Linked DNA regions of Zea mays: region 2 is linked to region 1. The links are chromatin contacts, called in public Hi-C maps. All regions are on one chromosome and are shown on one strand. The core of a region is the stretch at or near the end of the contact, and the rest is flanking DNA. Distances in the headings are between cores, read along the strand shown. Region 1 holds the start of LOC100275588. Region 2 holds the start of LOC100274616 (Pentatricopeptide repeat-containing protein).

Region 1 (5,056 bases), core at 2,244-4,743:
CTTTGTTCTGGGAACAAAATAGATTGTAAGACAAAAACTCCAAAGACAGGAACTTGTGTAAATGGGTGCCACAGTTGAACTCAGATGGTTCAGACCTTCCAAGGTGCACCGATTAGATTAAGAGATCTCGCCATTTCAATTTTCTCACATGATGACTTTGAACCTTTGGGCTTCACAGAATTGCCACTGAACCAAACAATTATATTTATTTAAAATTGTGGCAAGAAAGAGATGGACTGAAATAAATTGATGCTGTCAAGTGCATAAGGATAAAAACAGGCAAAAGTCCATTTCTCCAGTTTGCTCTCGCATACAGTATCAAACAAATCTGTTCTAGAATCTTATTGCTAACTCATCATGGGTTGCATATTAGCATTCCAGATTTTATGAATAACGAAAAAACAATAAATAAGTATGTATACTAGAATCATAATATATGATTGTTAACAATATGCAGCAAACGATTTTAACTGCCTCACCTGAAAGAATGCAGCCTTGCTGCAAATTTGTCTTCGTCTTGCTTGGCCTTGATTTGTACCCACTTATCTGCTTTAGTAAGATAGCTTCCCTGATAATGATCATGGAAATAATAAAAATATATAATTATGCAAATCATAAAAACATTATATACAGAGTTGGCATACGTACTTCAATGTTAAATGACAGAAATTGCAGGTTCCTCTTACATACAAGAATATAAAGGATAAAGATACTAATACAAAAATAGACCTAATCCTCAACAAAAGCATACCTCGCAATGTAACTTGTGAATACTTCATCTATTACAGTAACAACAAACTATAACATTTACATCTACCGTGGACTTGTGATTTCTAGTGTCTCCAGATTTACAGGTTAGCAGTAACTACAAAATTAATTTTCATAGCCTGATGGCCGTGTTACCTAAACAGACTAGTCCTATATGCATTTGTATCACAGCGACAAGGGACATGGATGAATGGATTAATCTGTAATAGCACCTTGCTCAAATACAGGATACATGTATAATGAACACAATTCATTCAGGATGGAGAAAAATTAATGTAACAATTCTGCAGCTGCACTTGATGACTTCTCAAACAATTGCTGTTGACAAAAACAAAAGGTGGTCAAAAGACTGACAGATGTACCTGTAAAATCTCTGCTCGAACCTCTCTATCAAAATGCCTGCCTCTCTTTTTGCCCTTCCTACATGTTGTTTGTCCATTAATTCCCTCTGGATCATGTGGAACAATTGACATACCATCAACAGGTGATTCAGATGCACCATTTTCAGCTGATGGATTTGAAGGCATCGTTCCATTTCCCTCACTACCTTCCGGTTCAAATGGTACAATTGACATGTCAATAGCTGATCCATGGCTCTCTCCTACAACCGGAGAATCTAGTGTGAAGGTTCCAGTTTCCCCCTTCCTGCATCTGCTGTTTGCCTCTTTGCCTCTAGGCTTGCCATTGCTGCTTTGTGGTTCATTTAATACGTCCGCCATATCTTGCAATCCAGAGCTCTCTCTTTCAGCCAATGGGCTTAATGTGGGGGCCTGAATTGTAGGTGTTGGATTCGCTGACATGCTGCATATGGCAAGTCCAAGGATACATCAGCTTCTAACGGCCAAATAATACATCAAGAGAAAGAGATTGTGGTGCACAAAGATCAGAATGATGGCACTATATAAACTTTCCCCAGGGATGGGGTCCTGTAATTTTGCTTTGCAAGGACACTGGAGTACTGGACATAAATGCCAACTTGCAAGTTGCATCAGAAACCTTAACAAAGCCTTCCTTGCTAAATATTGACTGGCATTAAGATCCATTTGGATCCACCGGATAATAGTTAGCTGCTAGAAACTTGCTGGGGTGGATCCAGAAGAACCTAACTAATAAGTCAACTAATTGTTAGCTGGGCACCTATCTACAAACTATCTCATAGCTACCAACTTAGCTAATAGTAGCTAATATATTGCAAAAAGGCACTTCTGTTCTCCTACCTACTTCTATGCATGTGCCCTACCAATAGCAAATAGAAAAAGGTATGACATTATTGTTGGAATATAATATAAGTGAATTGACCATCTCCTCCTATTAGCTTAAGCTTTTAGGTTGAATCGGTTGGTGCATGCAACTTAATATGGTATCAAAGCCAGAGATCATGAGTTCGAATTCTGGTTAGCGCAATTAAAATAAAATAATTGTTGTTCGCTCCTATTACACGTCTAAGATCCAAGAGAGGCTCGACGCGAGGGGGAGTGTTGGGATATAATATAAGTCAATTGTTCAACTCCTCCTATCAGCTTAAGCTTTTAGGTTGAATTGGTTGGTGCATTCAACTTAATAATTATACACAAAACCACCAATGCACAAGCACAACACCCAGCTAATAGGTACACAGCTAATATTAGCTGTGAATTATTAGCTGCTAGTGGATCCAAACAGGGCCTAAGACAAGCTACCACACAATCAATAAGGAAGGTCATCTGCCAATGTTGCATCTAATATGATTTGCCTAAACGACAATAACAAGATAACCAGAGAACCACAAAGTGGACCAACCAAGCAATGGTCAAAGCAGCCACTTACCCTCCATCAAGTGTTTGATCCTCTGGTTGTGGTTGAGTGCCAGAATCCGAGTCCTAGACACAAAAATCATCAAAGCTTCAAACGAAAATGCAATCCAAAACAAAGTGATTAAATTGAGATGCTTATCAGTAGAGGACACCTCCATAGCCTCCTGCAGGGCGCGCTCCACCAGCTCCTCCTCAGAGAGCACCTTGAGCTCATCGACACTGCGAAAAACGCATCCACGCATTAATAGGCACAGAGGAAAGGATTGTTACTTCGACACGACAGAACGAATCATGGAATTATTACCAAAGCTCATTGCTGAATTCGTCTCTGGTGTCTCCTAATTCGTCTTCCAAGGCCTGAATGCAAACGAAACAAGGAGGGGAGTCATACCCAAAGCTCTTCGGGGAATAAAAGGTTGGTTAGGGTTTTAGAATAGTTACAAGCAGGCTAGAGTTGGCACCTGGAGCTCGTGGAGGGCTGAGGACATGAACTCTGGTATGGTGGTGATGGGGCCCACCATGAAGGGGACGAACAGCGGGCCGCCTAGAGCGAAGGGCACGCCCTGCCGTTCGCCGGCGGCAGAGCTCTCGACTCCCTCTCCGTCGCCCGTCATCACCACGACGGCGCTTCTCTCCACGACGGCGCGGGGCAGGTGGGGGCGGGGCAGGCGGTGGCGCGTCGCGCGGAGGCGAGCGGTGGCGCGTCGCGCGGAGACGAGCGGTGGCGCGTCGCGCGGAGGCGAGCGGTGGCGCGTCGAGCGGGGCAGGCGGTGGCGCGTCGCGCGGAGGCGAGCGGTGGCGCGTCGAGCGGGGCAGGCGGTGGCGCGTCGCGCGGAGGCGAGCGGTGGCGCGTCGCGCGGAGGCGAGCGGTGGCGCGTCGAGCGGGGCAGGCGGTGGCGCGTCGCGCGGAGGCGAGCGGGGGCGCGTCGAGCGGGGGCGGGGGCGGGGGCACGCGGGCCTGTGGACGTGTGAGCTGTAAGTATTTTTACTTTAGGGCAGAATTACATGGTTATCCCTATTTAGATATGTAATTCTGTTTTTTCAAAGTTTGTATGTATACTCTTTCTTTTTAAAACGAACAGACAATTTACACTATTCCGCTATTACCACTTTTATCAATTGCTAACTCGGCACACAAAAAGGTGTTAATATCTTTACACAATTGCATCTCTTTTTATCAATTGCTTGCAAATTTATCCTAAATTTGGTATGAAGGTTTGGGATATAATTGTAACATAAATCTTATCATATTTTTTGAAAATCATTATTTCAATTTTGAATTTAAAATATTTCGAAATTGATGAAAATAACTCAACCCGCATAATTTGATAAAAATACATTTTCAACATAATCTAACCATATATATTTTTTAAAATAAATTAAAAGTTCGCGGGTTCTTGGTTTGTGTCACGATTTATTGATTTAAAAAATCATTAATTCTAGTTTTAAAAAATCAAAGCTGAGGCATTTTTTCAAAAATTATGGTCAAAATTAGATTCTAAACTTTCATATTAAAGTCGAGCCAAATTTATAAATAGTTGATACAAGGAGTGACAATGGTTATATGAACGTCTTTTTACAAGATGGCTTAACATCGTTAAGTGCTATAACGGAATAGGAATGGATACAAATTGTCTATTCGTTTTAAAAAAGGATACGATAGTGGTCGTTATTAATGGTAAAAACATTGTATTTCTACGTGCAAACTTTAAAAAAATATGGTAAAAACAAAATCACATCCTTCGATTAGGGGCAACTATACAACTCTCCCTTTATTTTATATATTGTATAAAAAGTGTTTGGTATATGATAGTGATAGTTATTAATGTACTCCCTCCAGTTCATTTTTATTTGTCGTTGTTTAGTTTAAAAATAAACTAGCGAACGATAGCGGACGATAAATATTTGAGAATAGAGGGAGTATAATATTACTACGTGCCATATAGAAATTTTTTAATGTATTCGTTTAATGGGTGTAGTTGTGAATTGTGATATAATATAAGATGCTCCTAGCAAGTAATATTCGTGTGGCTGCCGTGTAATATAAGACGTTAGGTTATTTGTTTCAGATTAAAGTCAGTCGTTTTGAACTACTGCAGCTGTAATTTATAAAAACAAAATATTGTATAAATAGTAGAAACCAATACGAATTAAACCAAGCGAACAGTTGAAAGGCGCGCTATAACTAGACATTCGGGGAAAAAAAACTCACCAGTCAACCAGTCAGATAAAAAGAAAAACATGTCTGACTTTGGTTGTGCGGTGGCTATACTCTTTTGGTTATCGGAAAACCAAATTAGAGAAGTTCCTTCGGTTTTTCCTACTGAGCACTAACTTTACAGAGTGATAGATTCAAACGAATTTTGTAATTTCACAAAACCGCCTCGCCTTGAGCAATTCCGTAGAAATTTTTTAGGTATGTAACAGTTGCAGTCTCTTTGTCTGCTTTGTTTCAATCCGTACTGCCTGTCAACCAGCGTCGAGATGTGAGCTGA
Region 2 (5,046 bases), core at 2,351-4,850, 370 kb after region 1:
TCTCGCAAAATATATTGATTCGTTGCCTCTCTCGGTTTGCCAGCCTAAGAGATACTTCCCTTGCCCCTCCAGAAACACACATCTCCTTACTAAAACCTTGCAATATTAGCCTTGACCGACAACCATGTTGTGACATAATACCATCCTATTGGCACTGGGACACCTCTGTCTCTGGCAAGAACCGACATCAGGTGACTTTAAGTCCCGTCGTAGAAACCTCACAGACTGTCCACGGTCCATGCCGAGCCCAGCTACCGGCATAATTATGATGTCTTTGGTTTAAGATCAAATTAGGAAGAGACGAAGGTGGCACCGTATTCTCGATTTTTTTGGGACCATGTCACCATAAAAAATTGATCTACTATGTGACTCTCATCTAAACATCATAGAAAACGTAACGTGGCTGCCCCCTTTCATCTCTATTTGTTCGTCCAACCAAATAGTCACGACGCCCGGAAGGGCAGCGGATACCAATCCCTGCCTCCGCTGTCAAGGCCACGCACAAACGGCACTTCTGCGAAGTACGACGGCACTTCTACCAATCCAATTATCCCGTGATGCCGCTGCCTCCTCTGTCATCAAACTAAATGGGCTCAGCATGACATAATATAACAGCAAATATGTAAAACAAGGAAAATGGTGTAACATTCAGTCATTCACATCTATTCAGCCTAGAAAGAGATTTTCGTTCGATGGTAGTTACTTCCAAACATTGGTTGATGACAAATACGATGACAACATCAAGGGTGCCACATCGCTAGAGAAACCATTGGATATGCCTTATAAGACACAGACAAAAAAAAGCACATGAACGTCAATCTAAGTTGACATGATACCCTGATGAAATTCATCTGAAGGTAAAGATGGCCATTGTAGAGCCGAGACAAGGAAAAAAGATCTGTGGGCAGATGGTTGCTAATAAAATGTATATGACAGAATTTTCATGAAACATTCATCACTTTAAATTCCCAGCTTTAAAATAGGCAAAAAGCACCAACCTTAGACCGATCAATCCAAGAAATCTTTCAATCCAAACAAAATTGGGAAGCCTCTCTTCCAATGTCCACTGCAGTCTGCAGGCCAATAAATCATTTTCGTGTAGAACATTTCTCAAATACTTCACAAACACCCCCATCCTAGATCATTTCGCAGTGACGGCTGCAAGACTACATTGGAAGCAGTCCCACTCCCACCGTAGCAGTTGAGTTCCTCTTTCTGCAATCCTGGTGCAATCATATTAGCGTCATATCTACTGTCCAAATATCATAACAGTATAATAAGACTCCAACTCTCACATTAGGTGGACTTAATATGTTCAGAGGCTGCACATAAGAAAAGCGATAGAAAGACAGTATAGTATCCTAAGTTCCTAAGCAATAGAAAGACACTTACTTTACTTGATCTAATGCATTGAAAATATCATAAATCCCTAGTTTATGAAGATCAACAGTCATGTATTTGGGTAGTGGGCACCAGGCATAAGAACTAGAAGATGCCAGAGGTACATAGTTCGGTTAACCGATGTCATTCAGGCTCTAGTGTCCTACCTTAGTTGCTATCTAGTTAGGCCAATAAAAATTGGAACGTAAGCAAAGTTGATTAGCACCCTCCTGAAAACATACACAGATCACTGATGGAATAAGACATTTTCTATCATACACACCTTATGATGAATGGTTTGTCAATATGTCCGAAAATGCAACACAAAAATCTGATAACTAGACCTTGCTTCCAAACAGATAGGCCTTCAAAATTCATTCGTGTCAATTAAACTTTTTTCATAAATTAGTTTAAAGAACAAATGGAAAATGCCACATTGGAAGCTTGGAATTTCAATGATAAATTTTGTGCAGATATGTGGAGCCAACACCACAAAAAGAATGCACATCAGTGGAATAAAATAATGTTATGTGCAATAGAAGCAAATAATCAAAAGAATACCTCATTTCAAACTTTCCATCTTATATCTCTGCAGTTATGTACACCACTGGCTCATCAGGCATCTCCATCCAGCCTCATCCAGCGAAATACTCAGTCCAGTGCTCCCATATGCCCTGAGAAGTGCTCTTGTAGCCACAAAGATCTTCACTTATGCAAGCCACCAAGAAGCCTATTATAAGAGGCAATATTTGGTATAAATCCTAAATCAAGCATTTCATCCAACACAGCCTTCCCTTCCTTTCTTTTCCCCTGCCTCCCAAATCCTTGCACCAGCATACGATAAGTTTCACCGTCAGCCTCAAAACCCTTCTCCTTAGCGAACACCCTTAGCTGGTTAGCATCAGCTGTCCTCCCAGCTTCGCAAAGCGCCTCAAAGATGCAGTTACAAGAAATTGAATCCGGAACAATCCCTTGATCAATCATTCTCCACATCAACCGGTAAACCTCATCCAGCTTCCCTGCCTCCATCAGGCACTCCAAAACTGTGGCGCCAGCAGGTGCACTCATACAGCATTTGGTATTCCTCTCTAATACCATGTCTACTGCTTCCACTGCTCTGTCCACCTTCCCACCACGGCAAAGAGCCTCAACGACTTCAAAGCAATCAAACCCTTCTGGCACCACCCCATCCCCCAAAAACTCAACAAACAGCTCAGCCGCCTCTAGAGCCTTGCTACCACGGCACAATCCACCGATCAAAATCTCCATGGACGCAACGGACAGCCCAACCCCAAGCTCAAGCATCTCGCGTGCCACCTTTGTTCCCTCCTTATACCTGCCTTCTCTGATGAACCCACGCATAAGTGTGTTGAAACTAACGACCGTCGGTGCACAGCTCCGGCGCTGCATCTCACCAAACCACCGCATGGCGGCGTCTACGCCTTCCACCCGGCATGAGCTACTGATGAGTATGTTGAAGGTGTGGACATCCGGAGCGACGCGGTAGACGGAGGTCATTTCGCCGTAGAAGCGAATGGCATCGTCGTGGCGACGGAGGCGGGAGAGAGCTTGGAGGATGATGTTGTAGAACTCGGCGGGTAGTGGGGAGTCAGCGACGCGCCGGAGAGAGGCGAGGGCATGCGATGCGGAGGGGATGTCGCCGGAGGCGGCGAAGGCGACGATGGCCTTGCGGAAGGTGGGGAGGAGCTCGGGGCATGCAAAGATGGAGTCGTCGGCACAGGGGCAGGGGCGGGTGAGGACGAGCTCCAGGAGGCGCTGGAGCGAAGGGAGGCGGCGGGAAGCCGCGAGGCGGGCGGCGACGAGGGACGTGAGGCTGTGGTCGGGTCGGAAAGCGGAGGACGCGTCTGCGGCGGCCAGCAGGATGTGGAGGTCGAGCGCCACGAGTCGGGGGTGGTGGCGGGCTCGGCGGAGGAGACGAAAGAGAGAGGCGGGGGAGGAAGCGTGAGCGGAGGGGAGCACCGGGAGCGGGTTAGGCGGCGAGAGGTGGGAGACGGCGAGCGGAAGGACAGGGAGTGAGGGGTCAAACGGGATGGATGCGGAGGTGGTGGGGGCTTCGGTGAGTTCAGGCGCGTCAGTCTCCGGGGAGATGAGGCGCTCATACCGGGAGATCAGAGACGGCAGCTTCCGCGCGAGGCGGCGAGAGGCGGCCATCGTCCGGCGGTGAAGGGGGAAAGGTTGGGATCGACCATTCCAAAGAGACGCCTCAGGCTTGCAGGCCAGGCGCTCCAGGAGTACGATGAAGGAGACGGGCCAAGCTGGCCCAACAAGCAGGTTACATGGGCCCAGGATTCGGGAGTCAGAACCAACACGCTTCAAAAAACTGAACCCTTTTTTTTTCAATCACTAAACCACCTAATGTCAATTCACAATCACGCACGCACAATTTCTGAAGGTATACGGCAAACGTACGCAGTGGCAAAGGCGAGGGGCTCACGGCCCAGTTGCAAAGTGCCTGTTTGTGTTTTTTCTTTTTTTTTCCTGATTTTGGTTTTCAGCCCGTTTATATAAGAATTATTTATTGAAAATCATTCAAAATCAACATGAATACACAATCGGATGAGTCGTCGCGATAGAAGAAATTCATCACTTACTAGATACTAAATCTATGAGTCATTTCATTTTCCTTTGCATGTAATCCTCATGGTACTCAGATTCTCTCCACAACCAAATTCTCCACAGCCAAATTGTTAGAAAAGCTAATCAGAAAAAAGCAGAAACAAACAGACCCAAAAACTACTTGCCAGAAGCGCTCCTGTCCGGAGTTCGAGTCCTAGGTGACGCACCATTTACCTAAAAATCTTCAAGTATAGGATTCAGATACTCTATGGGATTTATGAGCCATAAAACTGAGGGGGATTGGAGATGGGAGAGTATTTAAATCCCTAATAGATCAAAATTACTCTCAATACATCTTAATCCTCTCTATTCCTAGAGTATCCAAACTAAGCCTATCGAAGTATGAAATACATGTTTTTCTTCAGACGAGCATCAATCATAGTCATACGTTGAAGGCAGGTCGGGCATCCAATGATAACTTAGGCTATCTCTAGCATCCCTTATTTTAAATTTCTTTCTACAAACAGTGTCATCTACAGTTCCATGTCCCTATTTTCTACACTTTATTTGAGACAGTCTCATGAGCTAGATTAAAGTATATTGTTAAAAAAAGAAAAAGTTTTTTTCTCGATCAATAGCTCATACACGTATTTCAATATTATATATAAAAATTATCATATACTAAGATTATTTAGGTAAAAAAATATCATATAGCAATTCGCTCGTATCATCACGGGTGCGGTAAGATCGAGGAAAGACCATGCTGTGAGTTCTGAGTTGTGACATCACGTAGGCTAGTGGCTGCAAATCAAAACTTAGAAAGTGAATCTAGGCGAGTGAAAAGAATCATTTTTTTGCTGGCAAAACGCGTAGTGTACTTGTAGTCTCCCTCACTTTTCCTGGTGGCAGTTGCTGCATTCTAGTCTAGAATATATATGCAGTGCCGTATCGGGCACCTCTCGAGTCCTGACTGTTGTTTCGTCTATCTAGATCAGCATGCAGTATGCATGGCAATTTAATTGCCCACCGTATAGTGTCGTAGTCATCCTCTTGAACAATTCTCTAGAAGCTTGTCGCCCTAGTTGATGA

Evidence for each region. Hi-C and Micro-C count contacts between places; a contact is called where the count stands out from the background.
Region 2: a Hi-C map of tassel shows a contact between it and region 1, with 2.1 times the contacts expected there. The contact joins the promoter of LOC100274616 here to the promoter of LOC100275588 in region 1. A contact is called at or near these places in 3 of 25 Hi-C or Micro-C datasets (ear, endosperm and tassel).

What each region holds. Positions count from the first base shown.
Region 1 is chr8:169,141,663-169,146,718 of Zm-B73-REFERENCE-NAM-5.0, forward strand. It overlaps LOC100275588, which reads right to left and starts at 3,494. Exons shown (of 11, transcript NM_001149638.2): 1 at 3,023-3,494; 2 at 2,866-2,918; 3 at 2,714-2,780; 4 at 2,575-2,627; 5 at 1,131-1,569; 6 at 480-568; 7 at 96-186; 8 at 1-7. The coding sequence starts at 3,175. It overlaps LOC103636371 (protein BLISTER), which reads right to left. Exons shown (of 14, transcript XM_035961908.1): 14 at 4,790-5,027.
Region 2 is chr8:169,509,209-169,514,254 of Zm-B73-REFERENCE-NAM-5.0, forward strand. LOC100274616 (Pentatricopeptide repeat-containing protein) reads right to left here and starts at 3,601. Exons shown (of 2, transcript NM_001148960.1): 1 at 1,942-3,601; 2 at 803-1,223. The coding sequence starts at 3,552. The coding sequence ends at 2,086.